Regions from separate parts of the Mus musculus genome. Here regions 2 and 3 are each linked to region 1. The links are chromatin contacts, called in public Hi-C maps. All regions are on one chromosome and are shown on one strand. Each heading gives the region's core, a stretch centred on a gene start, on an enhancer-like site or on the middle of the called end of the contact. The rest is flanking DNA. Distances are from core to core; before and after follow the strand shown.

Region 1 (3,439 bases), core at 531-3,030:
CATCTTGTGTCCCCTCTAACTTTTCCATTAAACCAGGGACTCTAGGGATTAAAGTAACCACTTTCCATTACATTAAAATGGCGTACATGGGATATTTACGCTTGTGCGTGCGAAGGGTATTTTCTCATGGAAGGGGAGGGGGGCTTCTTCTTCTTTCCTCTATACCCGCCAACTTCTATTCCCCATACTCTTGTCAAAGGTATTCCTTCCACACGGAGCGTGATATCTGCACCGTCAGTTGTTCAAATTAGATATATTGACATATACAGTAAAACTCTCTGAGTGTAACTTCAGTGTTGTTTATATCATCAATAAAGTGGACATGTTGAAGGCACTCTTCTAAAATAAGGGATTGTTTAGCAGGGAATACAAGGCAGCTGTTAACCGTGAAGCTATAAATAAATACTTGGTAAAATACAGAGCAAGAAGACAGCCCCGTGTCTTCGAAAGCCTTGAAGTTGTACTGTAAAATGACCACTATTCTTGGAATACTGTACTTGCATGCCCACAAGCTCGGATCAAAGCGTGCACTATACAGAAAGGCACTGGCTGAGTTTATATCTATGTGATAGGCTTCCAAACAGTTACTTCCCCGGACACAGGACATGTCTGTTTACTACAACTTTTCTAATGAACATGCTTTACTGTTGCTTAAGAAAAAGACATGCAAAAAAGAAATAAACAACTGAAAATAATCTTCACTTGCTGAAAGGGATCAAAGTCTGAAATCTGAGACATTTCTTGGATGATGTCCCATACTTATGAAAACGGTCTTTCACTACAGTCTGTCCACGCCGGGATCCTCTCCCTGCCCTAGTGCAGCCAGCCCCTGGGGTCTGTTTCTCTCACCAGAGTGAGCAGTGAAGTGTGGAACGACCACAGACAGCTCTCAGGGCCCACACTGCTGCAGACCTCCCCGGTGCCCCCGTTCTTGGAACTGTGGCAGAGTCAGGTGACGGCAGAAAGAAGTGAAGCCCTTATCATTCTTTATTACGCAGCTTAAGGAAGATATACAGCAGAGAGCATGGTATGGAAAAGCAGAGACAGAGGATAGCCCCTGCCTGAGACTTGGAGTCAAGCACACCCAGACATCGTGCAGTTTGAATGTGGGGTCTTTGAGACCATAGGGCATTCAGTCTGGGTCACCGGAGGCATTTCCTCTGGCATGATGCCTCGTGGTTTACAATTTCCTCTTCTTCCTTCCCGTGACTCCACTGGAGCCGGTCTGGAAGTCCAGGAGCTTCTATCTATGTGGAACAGAATTTCGTTTTCAGAAATTGAGGTCTGGGCACCTTCTGAATAGAGACTGGCAATAATCCCAAATTGCATGTTTTATTATGTGGCCTTTATTTGTGTTTCTCATGAAATGAGCTGAGACACTCAAACTCATTTCAGATAGCAGCCAAAAACCAAATGGTCACATTGTCCCTAGGTGGACGGTCAGCACATTACAGACAAGGCCGTCCAACTCCTGCGTTTGCTAGAAACGTCTTAGGGAGGACAAACCGCTTCAGTCCCTGTTTCCAGCCGAACGTAATTTTATTCCTCGGTCGCATGGCTGCCTTCACCAATAGAAAAGGTCTTTACGTCGGATTTCAAGATCTTTCTATAAGGTCGCGTTGTGGCTGCATCTAAAAATCACTTTGGAATTTCATTTAACATGAAAGAAAGCAAAAGACGTGAGCCCTTGCTGCTAGTGTTTTTCATAAGTTGAGACGTGGAACCCGCTTATCCTGTGGAAACAAAACCAAGTGTAGTTGCTGGTTGCTGCGAGAGCAATGTCTAGTAAGGATTTCCACTTTTAATCAGTTATAAGGTACAGTGACAGCCACTGCGACTAACCACACCCTGTGGGGAAATGTGAATAAGCAGTAGTAACTTCTGCCAGAATTTAGCACAGGATTAATAGCATGCCACAGCACATTGGGGCCCTTCCACCCTACCGAGACCCCAGATGAAAAATTAATTAAGCTCATACATTTAAAACTAAATGCATTTCACTCCAAATTACTGTCCCCAAAAAGTTCAGCAACAACATGAAATGCCAAAATTGTAAACTCGCATCATATGTATTCAAACCCTGGTTTAAAAAAAAAAAAAAAAAAAAAAATCAGGGAGTGGGGGAGTGGGCCAGTTATGATTGACTCAAGATCCCCATCTAGTGGCCATATCTTGAATAGCAGGCTATTTGTGTTTCTGGAGCATTTGTGAATTAAACATCTAAGACATGTGATTAGCTCATTGTTCAGAAACGAGATTCTTTCTGCCGTCTTACCCTTTCCAACTGCATTGTAAGAGACATGCCCAAAATCAGGCATCAAAAATTCAAAAACTAAAATATCTCCAGGAGTCATTTACGGCCCCCACCCCCAAGCAATTACCTTGACTCACCAATAAACTCAGTTCCTCTGTTTTCTACAGGCTGTTTCCCCGATCCACCATTGATTGCTTAACTCTCGGTGTTGATCAAAAAGGATGGGAACTTGACATGAGTTCTGTGTGGTTACACACCCGTGCCACCACAAACATGTGAAAGTCACAGGATAATTATGGGGAACCGGGGCTTTCCTGTTTTGTTTTGTTTTGTTTTGTTTTGTTTTTGTTTTTGTTTTGTTTTGTTTTCTGGAAGGTTCTTGTTTTTCCACATCTTATCCCAGCTTCTCCAGATAGATCCCAAGTGCAAACAACTCCATCTAAATGAAGCTTGGAAACAGAAGCCAAACAGCTATGCTCTGGGGTAAGGTGGAGCAGAAGTGCTGATGAAAAGACACAGAAAAATTATCCTGGGATTCCAGAATGTTCTATGCCTTAGTCAAGGTGATAATTGCATATGTATTCTTACGTGCCCTACGTGCATAGTTCATGTGAAGTTCATAAATGACGACTCTCCGTAACTTGCTTTTCCCTAGTCCTGGAAGAACAGAGGTTGTAACTACCACAAAAAATTTCTACGAACCCTCAGAAACTTGGGAAAGTGAATATCTATAAAACCTACACATTAAGAACCTGGGACTCTGCATTTCTATAATTGGACTGAAAGCCTTGAAGGCACCTCCCAGCCCAAGCTTGAAACGAGCACGAGGAATTGTTTTCTCTCGGCTTCACAGGGTGAGCGCCATTACTCTCTGAGGAGGGCCGCCTTCCAACTATCACCCGTGTAGTCAAAGGGATAATGCAGACAAGTGGAAAAACGAATGGGTGACATAATCGCCAGGAATCACACCTGTCCCCCTTTCAAGTACATCATGGAATGCTCACACTAAAGGGAACCTGCCGATCTCCAGCTTCATCTCCAGGCCTTCAAGAGAGACCTAAGGGAGACTGTGACAAGTCCAAGATCACACGACTGTCTAATAACCTAGCTAAGCCACTCAGTCCTGCTGACTTAGGAGTCTTAAAGAATGTAGGCAGGACGGTGCGGGGTGGGGTGACCCCTATA
Region 2 (3,429 bases), core at 864-3,363, 310 kb before region 1:
TTGTTTCTAAGGCTGGGGATAAAAAGAGAAAAATGCTATAAGGTGGGACACCCTAGGACCTGAAGGTCCCAGAGGATCAAACAGGGTTCTTTCTCAAGGTCATTCTGAAGGTCAGGCGAGTGGGACTCTTAGGTCAGTGCTCAGTAGACTGCCATCTCTAGCAAAAAAGGAGGCAAAAACTACCCATTAGAGAACAAAAAGAAAACAAAACCTCACTAATCTATCTCCCAAAATAAGTGGTTATTCCTGACTTTGCAGCTGGGACGTGTTTTTAGGCTCACTAATAGCAAGATACTAGTAAACACCTTCCACCTGAAGTAATGATTTGGTTAGGAAACGCATTCCTACAGAATAACCAACGGTGGCTATGAATATATTTCTGCCACTCCTTTGATTGTGTCATGTGGTATTATGATTCTTTGAGCATTACTGCTAAGATGTGACATGTTTTCAAAACGATCATTAAAATAGCATAATTACTACCAATTGTTCAAAGCAATGAAATGCTATTTATTATATGATATGCAGGCACATGAATGTGCTTTTCTTGTTCAATTTGTGTTGATTTCAGTTTTTATTATACGGCTAGGATATTGATCAAGCACTTTAGCAAGTGCCCTCAAAAAACAGAAAGAAATAGTTTACTCTTTTACTACCACCAACTTTAATATGAAATATTTTTGCCAGGATTCTGTGAACACCAATCGTATAATACAAACCATGGAAAAGTTCCAGGCTGTGTTGATTTGTTTTATGAATGCTGTGTGATGCCAGATTGGAGGTGTACATCTGTGGGGGTTGGCCAGTCATCCTTCTGCCGTCTGTGTATCTGTATGGTTAAATGAATTAGCTAATATAAAAACAGCATAAACAAGTTTAGTGTCATGGAATTTCCTTTATAGCACACAGAATATTCATATCTAAGTGAAGAAGTAGAGAGTCATGTCCAAGTGCTGTAACTTGGGATAGAGCACAGTATCGAGTAGAAAAGCCCTGAGCACATGGTGCTTAGCTGCTCCCCTTTTCACCGTTTTTTTTTTTTTTTTTTTTGTGCATAGTTTTACCAGTGGTAGTATCTCTGCAAACTAGAATGGAGAACACAGATATTCTGCAGTACTGGAGAAACCATCCAGTATCTGAAGGCCGTTCAGTGACCACTCAATTCCTAACTCTTTGGAGGAAACCAAGCCAGAAGGGTTCACTCGTCAACTCTGGATACTCACCTCTGAATTATTATTTTTTTTTTTTGTACAGCAAACACTATAATCAGCTACCAAGAGAGCCTCCTACTCTGACGTATGTATCAGGTAGCAATGTAACATTCCTGTCCTAGGCTTTGCATCCACTGTGCGTCAATCTACAGCACTTCGGGTCTCCGGGCTCACACTGAAGTCTCTTCTAGCCAACATTCACCTTGCATTTACTCCCCGTTGGATTAACCATAAAATGTTTTCTGATATATTGGTTGACTTTAACTTTCATTGTGGTTTTTTTTTCTTGCTTCTTAAATATTATTTTGTTTGAGGCATTACTTCTGTCTGGATTCATTGTGTGTGTGCAAGTGCATATGTGCATATGTGGGTATGATGTGCACATGTGTGCCTGTGTAACAACTATGAGCATGAATAAAGAGAAGCAGTGAATGATCTCTTCAAAGAAAGTATGCATACAATATACAGTAGATATAATTAGTGTTAATTTCAATGGTGGGATTTTTAAGTTGGAGAAGAAACAATAAAACTTTTATTTTTAGCTAACAGTTTGTGAGCTAATTTAGTCCTTGATTTCCTTCCAAGTATGATAGTTTAAATTTGCCCCAGATGGAATTTCTCTTCTGTTCAAATTGCTGGACAGCAACAGAACAGCCATTTGTAACAAAGTCTGCAGAAGTGGGCTGGTGCTCCTACTCTTCCAAATACATTGGTCTGTTTGTAAGAAGAGTGGCCCCCATAAATCACCATGAATTAAAGAGGTACACACCCGTCCCAATCCAAACATCAGGAAGAAGTGGTTGCCCAATAGATAAGGACATAAACAAGTGCACAGCATCACTTGAGCTTCTCCAGCAGGTCCGTATTTTTGGAATGCAGCCCGCGCTATTTCACATGCTGCTCTCTCTCTAATCTTGACTGACTCACAGTCTTGTGATAGTGAGATAAGCTAGGTAGGCAAATTTTTATAGAGTTGCAATTACTGAAATTGTCATTACGCTGCTCACTGTAAAATAAATATAGATAGAAGTGAAATTATGCGCAGGCTAGAAGTAGAAAGTGTTTTGCTTCTGTTTGCTAAATTAATCTCTTCCTAAATGGCTGCAGGCCAGGTAGGTTAGCATTTGTGGTTTCAAAGGTTTTCAGCGCTTGCAATGAGCCATGAAATTACTGCATGCTGCTGAAAATGGCAGCTGATGAAAGGAGAAGAGAGAATCCCAAAGGCAGAAAGACAGGAGGAAGCAAAATTACAGGCAGAAAGTCTGATTTTTGATGTTGCTCATTGTGAAATGTACACCCAAACTTTTAATAAAACATAAAACATTAATAAACCTGCTAACAATTCCTCACAATTGCTTTTGAAGTCTGAGTATAATTTCTGAATACTTATTAAAACAGGCAGCAAGTGGCTCAGAGGTCGGTGAGCAGGCTCCTGTCTGTGGGATGGGCTCTGTGGGAAGGCTTGCTGCTTAGGACTTTTGAAATAAGATTTTTTTTATTGATGATTTTAATTGAATTGTACAAAGGATTGATTTTCAGTTAAGGAAAGTACCCAGTTGCCTTTACCCAGGTTCCTTTAGTTTCCATTAGAATTAACTAATCTCAGTTTTGATACATTCCCTGGCATGCACACAACCAGAGCTGCTATCTTGTTTTGAACCATTTGAACATCCATAGAATAAGGTGATATCTATGTCTTCATTTGTAGTTTTAAAAGCCCTTTGGGCCTGAGGGCTGTGCCCTATGGGTTCTTACCCTTTTCTCAGGAAGAATGTGAATCGGTTTGATTTTGAAAAACCACAAACACCATACCTTGCCACAGACAGGCAGGCTATCCATGTCAAAAGGAGGCATTCTCTGGCTCCCTAGGCTTTGCCTCATGAGGATCCATTTCAAATTGAAGGTTGTAACAGTTCTTAAATATATTTATAAAGGTGTTTCCCATCTTGTAATGAAAATCAGTCTTCAAAGCCTTCAGACACTTCATAGCCAAGAGAGATTCCTGAGACATGCAGGGATGCTATTTAGAATTCCACAATTTCTGGATATTAGACAAACTGCAACTGGAGTTCATTTGTACTAAAACAATCTTGCTACCACTAATACAAAACACACACACACACACACACACACACATTCTTAGAGATTCTAAGCACTCACAGTTGCATGGTTTTATAGATTAATTACTAGGAAGACAGAATTGTAGAGATTTTTGGAT
Region 3 (3,653 bases), core at 334-2,833, 390 kb before region 1:
GAGAGGTGTGCAACAAATCTTACAATTTGCTCCACCCTAGAAAAGAAATTAAGTGATTTTAAAACTATGTCCAAAGTCCTATAGCTCTGAAGTTCAAAACTCAAGTGAGTTGTGATCAGCTAGTGCCAAACACTACCCTGAATTCTAATGTCACCCATAAAGCAGATGCCAAGCTTTGTAAATAAACTGGCAAGCCATAACTCTTAAACATATTAGGCAACTTGAATAAAGGCCACATTTTCTTGATCTCAAAATAATCTAAAAGTTCTTCTTCCCCAACAGAGAACTTTACTGTCCTAGGAACTGGTAGGTCCCCTTCACCTGTGAGCATCTTTCCAGCTGCAGCAGAACATGGTTTTAAAAGGTTGATAATAGTCATTTGGTACTATCCAAGGAAAGTTATAGATTAATTATGTATTACAAAGGATGCTAGAAATGCAGATTTCAATGTGTACCCATATCTTTATCTGGCAAATGTAATTATCAGCCACACCTAAAATTATTCAGATCTCTGAATTCAGTAAGGGGAAATGGACAGCACAGGGTACTAACAAGGCTTGAGCTCTGCCTCCCTCCCACCCCCCACCCCACCAAAAAAAGCTTGAGAAATACTGAGAGTGAAGAAAGCTTTGTTTTCACTGGTCCCTTCTCCATATCAGGATTCTTTAGTTCCCCCCAATAAATATTTATTAAAGCTGTAGTTTATAGTGGATATAAAAAGAACATACCAGGTGGCGGGTTATAGTAGTTTCAAAGGACGGGTGAAAGGGGTGGTCCTTTGGTGCTAGGAGCAGACTCCATTGTCATAATTAGCAAAATGTTAGTTTGGGAGCCCAAAATTTAAATAGAAAATTATCTTTCTTGCGATGATCCCTGCCCTTGTCTTTTGAAGACACTGGAGTCTGACCATTGGCAGGCATTAGTTAGACCATTTATCTCAACCTTTTCAACTGCAGAATCTTTTCGCTACAAAGACTCTACAATATGTCTTTCATGTGTAAAGAAAATTCTTACTCAACCTGTAAAAAACCTAGCAGATGGCACAGTAATTTGTATATCCATGCATGCATACAGGATATGTTCTCAGAGAATGAATCAGATTCATGTTACACCTATTTAAATATTTCATTATATTTAATTTTAATTCATTTATTCATAGTTTTAACCTCTGTAAGTACAACCATTATTTAAATTAATAGACAGGTAAATGGCATCCACAAAACTGCAGCATTTAATGCTTAAGATAACTGACATGCATGAAGTCATTGTATTAAAATATCGGTTTTCCTATTGTCTTTCACAGATGGTGCCAGTAATTAATATTATGCTATTTTTTTTCATCAGGGGAATTTCATATTCACAAAATTCACATAATATAAAATAAACTGCTATATTATGCTACCCAGTGATATGATGTATAGTTTATATATTTTTAGTTATAATATGTTTGTCATATGCACAATATATAATACACTCGATAGTCAATGTATTATAAAAGTTAACAAATTTAAAAGACAGACAGTGGCACATTCACAAAAATATTAATGGCACAGTTGGTCATAGATGTGTAACAAATCTGTTGCAGGCCATCTGGCTTCTGAGAATAATATCAGCTTCAAGATACAGGAAGTATCTAGTTGATAAAAGGTATTGAGAAATAATATAATATACCTCCTTTAAAAGTCTTTCTGAAGGGAAGTGTCTTTACTCGGTGGCCAATATATTCATTCTTTATCATTCCAGAAATGTCAGGGAATCTCAACAGCCAGGCTACATATGAGCACATAATCTTAAAACTGACTTTGAAACCTGACTCTTCATAATTGAGCCCTCCTCTCCTACTTAGCATAAACCCTCAGTAGGTGACTGAACACATGAGGAAGGAGAACAGGTCTATTGGCATCTATCTGGGAAAGTCACTCAACAGGTATCTCTAACACACTCCTTGGGAGTACAGCTGTGTTTAACTAGCTCCTCCTAAAGCATTGAGAGTGGGAAACCAATGCTTAATAAACATCTTCTATGCTTTTCAGAAAGATCAAAATATAATGTAGTTTTATTTTTTATTTTTAATTTTGTTTGTTTATTTATTTATTTGGTTTTTTTTGAGACAGGGTTTCTCTGTATAGCCCTGGCTGTCCTGGAACTCACTCTGTAGACAAGGCTGGCCTCGAACTCAGATATCTGCCTGCTTCTGCCTCCCAAGTGCTGGGATTAAAGGCCTGCGCCACCAAGCCCAGCAGTAGTTTTAATTTTTAAGGATTTTACTTTTTCCTTATTTCTAAAATCCATAAAATACTGTTTAAAAGTACTCAATTCTCAAAACTATAAATCACTTCATAAAGAATTTTTCATTAGTAAACCAACCTTTCAAGCAAGGAAACATGAAGGTGAATAAAAGGTACCATTTGTTCCCAAGCTTTTCCTTCTGAGAGGACTGGTCAGAGTCCTTGTAAGACCCCTCCCCCCACTCCTTGAAAGTGTTGTCCCTATTCTTTTCTTTCCACTGGTACTTGCTTTTTTGCTATAGAAATGTATCTACTTGTAGACCAAAAGTCAATGCAAGCCTTCCCATGAGTCATTGAAAGTGGTCCCATGATTCAATGAAAGCCTTCCCATGAGTCAATGCTATCCCTCTTATGAACTTTTTTGAGAGGAACTTGAAAGATAGTAATCTTTCATGCTACTGAGTTTCAGCATTCTAAGTTCAATCCTCCCTATTTCTATCCTGCAGTTTAATGTGGAGAACCTAACATACATTTTCCCTCTAAGAAGCCTGGGATGTTACAAAGCTGAGGACACAAAATATATTGAGCAAGATGGAGCACCACTTTTCCATTTAAAATTAAAGAATGTGTTATCCACACTTCTGCTCTTGAATTCCCAGACTGTGGTGCAGTTCTGTAAGCCAATAATAAAACACAGCTTGATCTCTGTCCACAGACAAGTGATTGAAGATTCCATATTCACACTGGACTTAGCTACCTTAAGGGCTCTGGCCCTATTTTCTTAAAATATTCATTTTGTAGTTATCAGGAAAAGAATCTAACTTTACTTTCATTTTCCACCTAAATTCCCATATAGATGGCTGCATATGAATGGTGTAGGAAAATTAAGATACAATTTACAATAACAAATATTCTTGTCTTGGTGTTCGGTCTTTTTCATTATTACTAAACTGGGTCCCTGGCTTTCTTGATTTTGGAAGAGAAAAAACAAATGTTATTGGTTCCTCAAGTCTTCTGATACAAGTCAGCTAAAATTTGTGAAATATCTGGTAAGAATGTTGTCTTAGTCAGGGTTTCTATTCCTGCATGAACGTCATGACCAAGAAGCAAGTTGGGGAGGAAAGGGTTTATTCAGCTTACACTTTCACACTGTTGTTCATCATCAAAGGAAGTCAGGACTGGAACTCAAGCAGGTCAGAAACCAGGAGATGATGCAGAGGCCATGGAGGGATGTTCTTTATTGGCTTGCTTCTCCTGGCTTGCTCAGTCTGCTCTCTTATAGAACCAAGGCTACCAGCCCAGAGATGGCACCACCCACAAGGGGCCTCTCCCCCTTGATCACTAATTGAGAAAATGCCCCACAGCTGGATCTTGTGGAGGCATTCCCCCAACTGAAGCTCCTTATTCTGTAATAACTCCAGCTGT

The links. A called contact is a pair of places that touch in the nucleus more often than the background predicts.
Region 2: a contact with region 1 is called in a Hi-C map of cerebellar granule neurons, with 1.9 times the contacts expected there. The contact joins two enhancer-like sites. A contact is called at or near these places in 3 of 15 datasets of contacts at CTCF or cohesin (the NIH/3T3 cell line, large pre-B cells and pro-B cells), 6 of 484 Hi-C or Micro-C datasets (cerebellar granule neurons, cortical neurons, embryonic fibroblasts and 2 more) and 1 of 9 other capture datasets (embryonic stem cells).
Region 3: a Hi-C map of cerebellar granule neurons shows a contact between it and region 1, with 3 times the contacts expected there. The contact joins two enhancer-like sites. A contact is called at or near these places in 2 of 15 datasets of contacts at CTCF or cohesin (large pre-B cells and pro-B cells), 3 of 484 Hi-C or Micro-C datasets (cerebellar granule neurons, embryonic fibroblasts and uterus) and 2 of 115 datasets of contacts at active chromatin or transcription factors (astrocytes and embryonic forebrain).

The regions. Positions count from the first base shown.
Region 1 is chr15:40,165,607-40,169,045 of GRCm38.p6, reverse strand. Gm33301 (predicted gene, 33301) reads right to left here. Exons shown (of 3, transcript NR_155350.1): 3 at 970-1,733. Among named protein-coding and RNA genes, the nearest start is that of Gm33301, 4.7 kb to the right of the region's middle. Within about 2 kb of position 1,780, at least 46 of the 459 cell types and tissues checked have an H3K27ac peak or open chromatin away from gene starts, as enhancers often do. A contact at or near this core is called in cerebellar granule neurons, where this site is marked.
Region 2 is chr15:40,474,750-40,478,178 of GRCm38.p6, reverse strand. No RefSeq gene overlaps it. Among named protein-coding and RNA genes, the nearest start is that of Gm16294, 51 kb to the left of the region's middle. Within about 2 kb of position 2,113, at least 7 of the 459 cell types and tissues checked have an H3K27ac peak or open chromatin away from gene starts, as enhancers often do. A contact at or near this core is called in cerebellar granule neurons, where this site is marked.
Region 3 is chr15:40,559,776-40,563,428 of GRCm38.p6, reverse strand. No RefSeq gene overlaps it. Among named protein-coding and RNA genes, the nearest start is that of Gm33431, 25 kb to the right of the region's middle. Within about 2 kb of position 1,583, at least 2 of the 459 cell types and tissues checked have an H3K27ac peak or open chromatin away from gene starts, as enhancers often do. A contact at or near this core is called in cerebellar granule neurons, where this site is marked.